Linked DNA regions of Ovis aries: region 1 is linked to region 2. Evidence: chromatin contacts called from public Hi-C data. All regions are on one chromosome and are shown on one strand. Each heading gives the region's core, a stretch centred on a gene start, on an enhancer-like site or on the middle of the called end of the contact. The rest is flanking DNA. Distances are from core to core; before and after follow the strand shown.

What was found. A called contact is a pair of places that touch in the nucleus more often than the background predicts.
Region 1: a contact with region 2 is called in a Hi-C map of tail adipose tissue, with 2.6 times the contacts expected there. The contact joins the promoter of FLNB here to the enhancer-like site in region 2. A contact is called at or near these places in 5 of 16 Hi-C or Micro-C datasets (blood, hypothalamus, muscle and 2 more).

Annotation. Positions count from the first base shown.
Region 1 is chr19:43,384,545-43,387,635 of ARS-UI_Ramb_v3.0, reverse strand. FLNB (filamin B) reads left to right here and starts at 1,474. Exons shown (of 46, transcript XM_060402298.1): 1 at 1,474-1,943. The coding sequence starts at 1,652.
Region 2 is chr19:43,327,599-43,330,831 of ARS-UI_Ramb_v3.0, reverse strand. All of the region lies in intron 1 of FLNB (filamin B), which reads left to right. Among named protein-coding and RNA genes, the nearest start is that of TRNAG-UCC, 3.2 kb to the left of the region's middle. Within about 2 kb of position 1,956, at least 5 of the 54 cell types and tissues checked have an H3K27ac peak or open chromatin away from gene starts, as enhancers often do.

The DNA.
Region 1 (3,091 bases), core at 225-2,724, 57 kb before region 2:
CCCAACCCCTCTTCCCAACTGGGTCCTTAAAGAATTAGATGTGACTATGGAGAACCAGAGAGAAGACAGCATGAGAAAGACTCCGCCTGATGTTGCTGGCTTTGAAGACAAAGAAAGCAGCCTCCGCCAAGGAATTTGGGAAGTTTCTAGAAGCTGGAAACGGCAAAGAAATGGGTTCTTCCCTAAAGCCTCCAGAAGGGAACGGATCCTGCCAATACCTTGATTTTAGCTCAGTGAGCCCTCTGAGGGACTCTAAACTACAGAAAAGCAAGATAACAGTGTGTGTGTGTGTGTGTGTGTGTGTGTGTGTGTTTTAAAGACAAAGTTTTGGTAGTTTGTTACAGCAGCATTAAGGAACTAATACACATGGCAAATTACGGTTCATTTCTGCCACCACCATTAGGGTGTTTGTGTTAGATGATTTATACTTTTTTCTTCCATTAGTCTATGAACTCCTCAAGGTTAAATTATAAGTTTGTCTTATTTACCATTTGTTGGCAGGTGCTAAGAAGGCTCATAGGCCTCAGTTAGCAGGCAATCAATAAATACTATGAAGGATAATACTATAATTCATATGTGTCCAGTTAATATGAGAAGGAAAATGTCAATTTCAGGGACTTTCCTGGTTACGGTGGTTAAGAATTCGCCTTCCAGTGCAGGCGACAAATTTCCATCCCTGGTTCGGGACCTAAGATCCCACATTCCACCTGGCAACTAAGCCAGCGCGCCCCGACTACTGAGCCTGTGCTTTGGAGCCTGAGCGCGCCAAGGAAAGGTCCCACATGACGCAACTGAGACCCGAGGCAGCCAAATAAATTTATTTTTTTTAATGTCCATTTCCTTCCCGAAGCTCCGAGTGCCTAACACGGAGGCTGTGGACTGTGTTAGTTGCTCAGTCGCGTCCGACTCTGCGCACCCGTGGACTGTAACCCGCCAGGCTTCTCTGTCCCTGGAATTCTCCCGGCAAGAATACTGGAGTGGATTCCCATTCCCTTCTCCAGAGGGACTTCCCAACCCAGGGATCGAATTCTGGCCTCCTGTCTCGCAACCAGATTCTTTGCCGTTTGAGCTACAGGGAAGTCCTTAACACAGAGCCTAGCACACAGCAATAGCTCAGTGAAAGGTTTTATTGAAACTTATTGAACCTGCAGGTGGATGAAATACCCCTCCCCGCCAACCCCTCCCGCGTGACCCATGCCACCGTCCCTGCCCATTCTGTCCAGGTTCCTACCTCTGCACGTCCCCTCACTCTGGCACCGGGTGACCTCCTTGAGAAGCTGGACATCTCCCGCCTAGCTTCCTTTCACCGAGGCTGTGAGCACAGAGCGCGGGGACCCCAGAGGACTTGGACTCCCGGGCCGTAATGCTCGCTTCGAGCGGCAGGGGGCGAGCGTGGCCCGGGAGCGCCCTCCTGAGGGTTGGGACTGGGCGGAGCTTCAGGGGCGGGCCGACGCAGTGCGCAGGCGCGGGGCCAGACGCCTCGCGCGGCCACGGGCAGGCGGGCGCAGAGCAGCCCCAGCTGCGGCTTCGGTAGCAGCGAGTTCGAGCCCCGCTCCCGCTCCGCTTTGGTTTTGCGCTCCCCGCGGCCCTTGGGCCTCCATACGCCAGTCCCCGGCAACTCGCTGCGCATAGCGCTCTTCCCGCCGCCAAAATGCCGGTAACCGAGAAGGACCTGGCGGAGGACGCGCCCTGGAAGAAGATCCAGCAGAACACCTTCACGCGTTGGTGCAACGAGCACCTTAAGTGCGTGAACAAGCGCATAGGGAACCTGCAGACCGACCTGAGCGACGGGCTGCGGCTCATCGCGCTCCTGGAGGTGCTCAGCCAGAAGCACATGTACCGCAAGTACCACCAGCGGCCCACCTTCCGCCAGATGCAGCTGGAGAACGTGTCGGTGGCGCTCGAGTTCCTGGACCGCGAGAGCATCAAGCTCGTGTCCATCGGTGAGTGCCCTGGCCCGGCCGGTACCCCTCGCCCTCCAGCCTGCACCGCGCGTGCGCCCCTGTGGAGGCTGAAGCTCCCCGTCGGGTGCCCCCCCACCACCGCGCCGAGCAGCCGCGGGCTCCGTGTGGGCTCCGGGGCCGGGGGACGTTGTCCCCCGAGGGCGCGAGGACAAAGGGGACCTAGGCCCCCTCGGGAGATCCATCCTCCAGGGCGCTCTCCTCGTGTGCTCGCTCCCCGCCGTGCGCCGGGGCTGTGCGCCTGTTGGGGGCGGTGGGTTGAAGGTTCGGGTTGAGGCCGCACCGGGAGAGTCGGGGCTGTGGCATTTCTCGGGAGCTGGGGCGTCGCAGCGGGGGCCGGGGGACTGGAAGCCTCAGGTCCGCGGTCCCTGGGGGGTGGAGCCCTCGTCCGGCGCTCCCCCGAGCGCTCGCCCCGCTGCGCCCCGCGGCCGCCGAATGGGCGTTGGCTGGGAGGCCAGGTGGGGAGGCCCCGGGAGGGACTGTTCTCCGAATCCGGGGCCTCCCGCCCAGGTGGAGACGGGGACCTGGCGGTCGCCGGAAGGGGTTTGGGCCCCGAGGTGGGAAGGGGAGCCGCGGGGGTGTGTCTTCCTCGCTCCCAGCTCAGCTCTGGCTGCGCTGTCGCCGCCGAAGGTGTCGTTCGGAGATGGGTGGTGGTCGCAGTAACCGCTGCCTTGTAGGAGCCCCAGCTAGTGCGCGCCGGGCGCCCACAGCCTTCCCAGTCACCTCCCTCCTCGCGCAGCCTGCGAGCGGGGGCGCCGTCAGACCCCTGTTGCAGACGAGGCGGGGCCAGGGCGTTAATGGGCTCGCTCAGGCTAGCGAGGGTCCAGCTGAGAATGGAAGGAAGTGGGTGACAATTAAAGGAGACTTTGCTTTCCTCTCCCCGCCCTCCCCACACCAGGGTCTTCCTGAGAGGGAGGAGGGAGTTGGTGTTGGGTTCCTCTCCCGCGCCTCGCCCCGACCCGCAACGCGGGAGGAAGAGTTGGGGTGAGGTCCCGCCTGTGACCTCGGCTGGTTGAGGGCTTCTGGAAGGGCCACAAGGCGGCTGATGGGTGTGGACTCTGAGGATCGGGGCGAGAGGCGTGGAGTGTGTGTGCCCGCGCGAGTGTGTTGGTGTGCAGAGTGAATGTACA
Region 2 (3,233 bases), core at 707-3,206:
ACAAACATAAAAGCAATAACATTACCCTCACTCACATATAATTCAGGCTAATTTGAAGTAGTTGCAGAAGGTATGTTCACAGAAGGTGTGTGTGGCTTGAGAGCTGGTGTTGTCTGGAGCCATTTATGTGGGGACTGTGATTGGTTGAATTCGGGGAGGAGAAACTATTGGCCAGTTGCCAACCCAATCTAAGCAGACTCTAGGAGGTTGGGCGTTGCCTTATTTTATTCCTGAAAGAGGCTCTCAGTACCTCAGAAGGTGGAAGGCTGCCCAAGAGGCTTCCAGCTGACCTGGCCCTTTCCTCTTTTTACGTCTCTGCTCCGTGTTTACATTCGACATAAACATCACAGAGCACGCTCACGGCTGCAAATTCTGTAGTCAGCTGTGATGGTTACACACGGACACTGTGAAATGCTGTGTAGCATTTCATTTTCAAGGCGCAGGGAGTCTCCTATTTCATGTGGGTGGGAATGGGGGAGGCCTTTTGGGCAAGTCGCCATCTTTTTATTGTTCCAAGAGCTCGGTGAAGCATTTGAACTCTCACCTGTCAAAATCGCTTTTGGAATGAGGACCGCTCTCCCTCCAGCTTCTTAGAATAGCAGAACGAAAGTATCATTTATCCCAATGAGACCTTAATGGGGGCTTTCCCGGTTGAACACCCACCTTGAATTCATTGGAAACAGACGTTCTGGGCGTTGTACGTTTCATAAATTTGACTCCAACTTTTACTGGGTCATATTTCCCCCAAAATCGTTTTGAAAAAGACTCATGTCTCATTCCTTTAAACCAACATGTGTAAGCTGGGTAAAAATAGAGCAAACTGGTTTCATGTTTTGATTTATGGATGAAATCTGCAAGTTTGCATTTGTAAAGCAGTTAGCACATCACTCAGGAAAGTTTGAGCTTTGCACATTGATGCCCGTGGCTGGGTGACACTCTGACCTGTTCAGATACTGCCTGCTGCAAGATCTGACCCTGCCCGGTACACCCATTTCCTTGATTAGCAATAAGTACGCATACTCTCTGCTTCTATCCCCTCCCTTCCCTTCATGAGACTGCTCTTTGCTCTTTAAGTTGAATAAAGGAAATGGGCATGGAAAATTGTTTGACCCGATTTTTTTTTTGCCATCCATAGATAGTAACTCACTATTCAGTAGCACTTTAAAGACAGATTTGTAACAGGGCATCTAATCCAAAAATCTCAGTTATGGTCAGGGACTGGCAGTTGGTCCAGCAGAATGAATATGAGCAACCTTGGCTGCTCATATTCTGTGCAGGGTTCAGTGTTTCATGCAGATCGCTGCTCCTTTATTCACCACAGGACCTCAGAAGCAGAGCTGCCTTTGTGGTTGCAGAGACGGGGCAGCTGTACAGGGCCCCATACTCAAGAGGGTTCTGTGTGCTTGTTTTAATGCTCTGCTGTTGCCATCTTGATATTCTTGATACTTCTGGACAAAGAATCCTGCATTTTCGTTTGTTACTGGGTCCTGTGAATTATTCGGACAGTCATGTGTAAACGTTCGTCATACAGTTCATCATGTAGAAAATCCCTGGGTGCCTTAACTTTGAATGAGGATCACTTACATTCAGTGTGTCTTACCAGCCAGTTCATGATACTCTTTACTCTGTCATTTTATGTAATCAAGTCTTGCTGTGACTGAATGTGTAACCATGAAATTACCTTTGATTTCTGTGGGTTTGGGTGTGGGGTGTTTTTTTCCCCCTTTGTAAGAGAACGTCACAGTAAACAGTTTGATTAAAAACAAGAAATCCCCACCCTTTCAGTTTTGAATGGCATGCCATTTACTCCTCCAGAGCGTGTGAGTTTATTTTTCATGTGGTTGCAGTTGAGTTTCATTCAGTGGATTTTGACGTGTGTTTAACCAACATTCAGGTGGCTTGCGGTCAGTGGGAGGGAGGGACAGGGCGTGGGGAGCTGCAAGATGAAGAAAGCTCAGTTACTCCCCGTCCGGTGCTCACAGCCCTGGGGGTTGGAGGAGGCTGAGGGTAGAATGGTGTGACCACACATAGGCTGGTGGTAGTGAAGTGCACCATCTGTTTGTAATAGATATGGCCCTTGAATGATGACCCAGGGTTTATCCTGCAGGAGGTTAGGGTAAAGGGCCTTCCCATCAAAGGGCATACAGAACAGGTGGAGATGTCCAGGGGGTTCAAAGCAAGATGTGCTTCAGGAATGGGGAGTCTTTGAGCCTGGATTGTGGAGGGTGGTGGGTGATGGTGGCAGGGTGGAAAAGCAGGTAGAGGTTATGTGGGTCTCTCAAGGTGCTGAATGTTTAAAGAGTTTGACTCTGGGCAGCAGAGACTATTGGTGAATTGGGAAGCATATAGGTAGGTACCTTACCAGAAGGATGGTTCTGGGTTCCGTGAACAATGGTGGAGTTTCATGGCTGTTGAGGAATCAGAGGGGAGGAGGGGCCCCATATTTGGGGGGACAGTGTAGAAAAGGATTTGCCAAGAGGTAGGGAGGGAATTGTGGGAACTGTACCAGGGCTTTGAAGGAGAGTCCTAGAAGGTTCTGACATTTTCACTTTGGGGTCCTGGCAGAATGGGAGATTGCAACAGAGGTTGTTTGGTGGGAAAAGCGTGTAGGAAATGGAGAGACAGACAGATAGTTATCTTGGAGATAATGTTTGAATTTTGGTGGGTGTAGCTGGAGGTTGGAAAGAGGAAAGAGTCACGGGGAAGCCAAGGGGAGTGGGAAGTAGAAACAGTTTCAGTGAGAGTTCCAGGAGGGGCTGGCCAGTGGCAGAGCATGTCTCATTAAGCTGGGAAATGACTAGAAAGGGGGCCCTGCCTTTGTCTAGTCACCTGGCAACACTTTGCCCAACTGTTAGTGACCTCCTTTTATGAATGACTAACTTGTCAGAGAAACAGAGATGAACGTGATTGGTAACACCCAGTATTGGTGAGATGGCCTCTGAAACCTGTAGATGGGTGTGTAAACAGAAACAACTTTTTTTTTTCTTAAATTTATTTGTCTGCACCAAGTCTTAGTTCTGTCATGTGGTATCTTTTTAGTTGAGGCATGCGGAATCTAATTCCCTGACCAGGGATCAAACCTGGGCCCCTGTATTGAGAGAATGGAGTCTTAGCCACTGGGTCACCAGAAAAGTACCAGAGTATCTTTTTATAGGGAAAAGATACCTGTGACATTGTGATTAGTGAAAAGAAAGATTTCAAGACTGATCATGTAGTATAATATAAATTCAGGA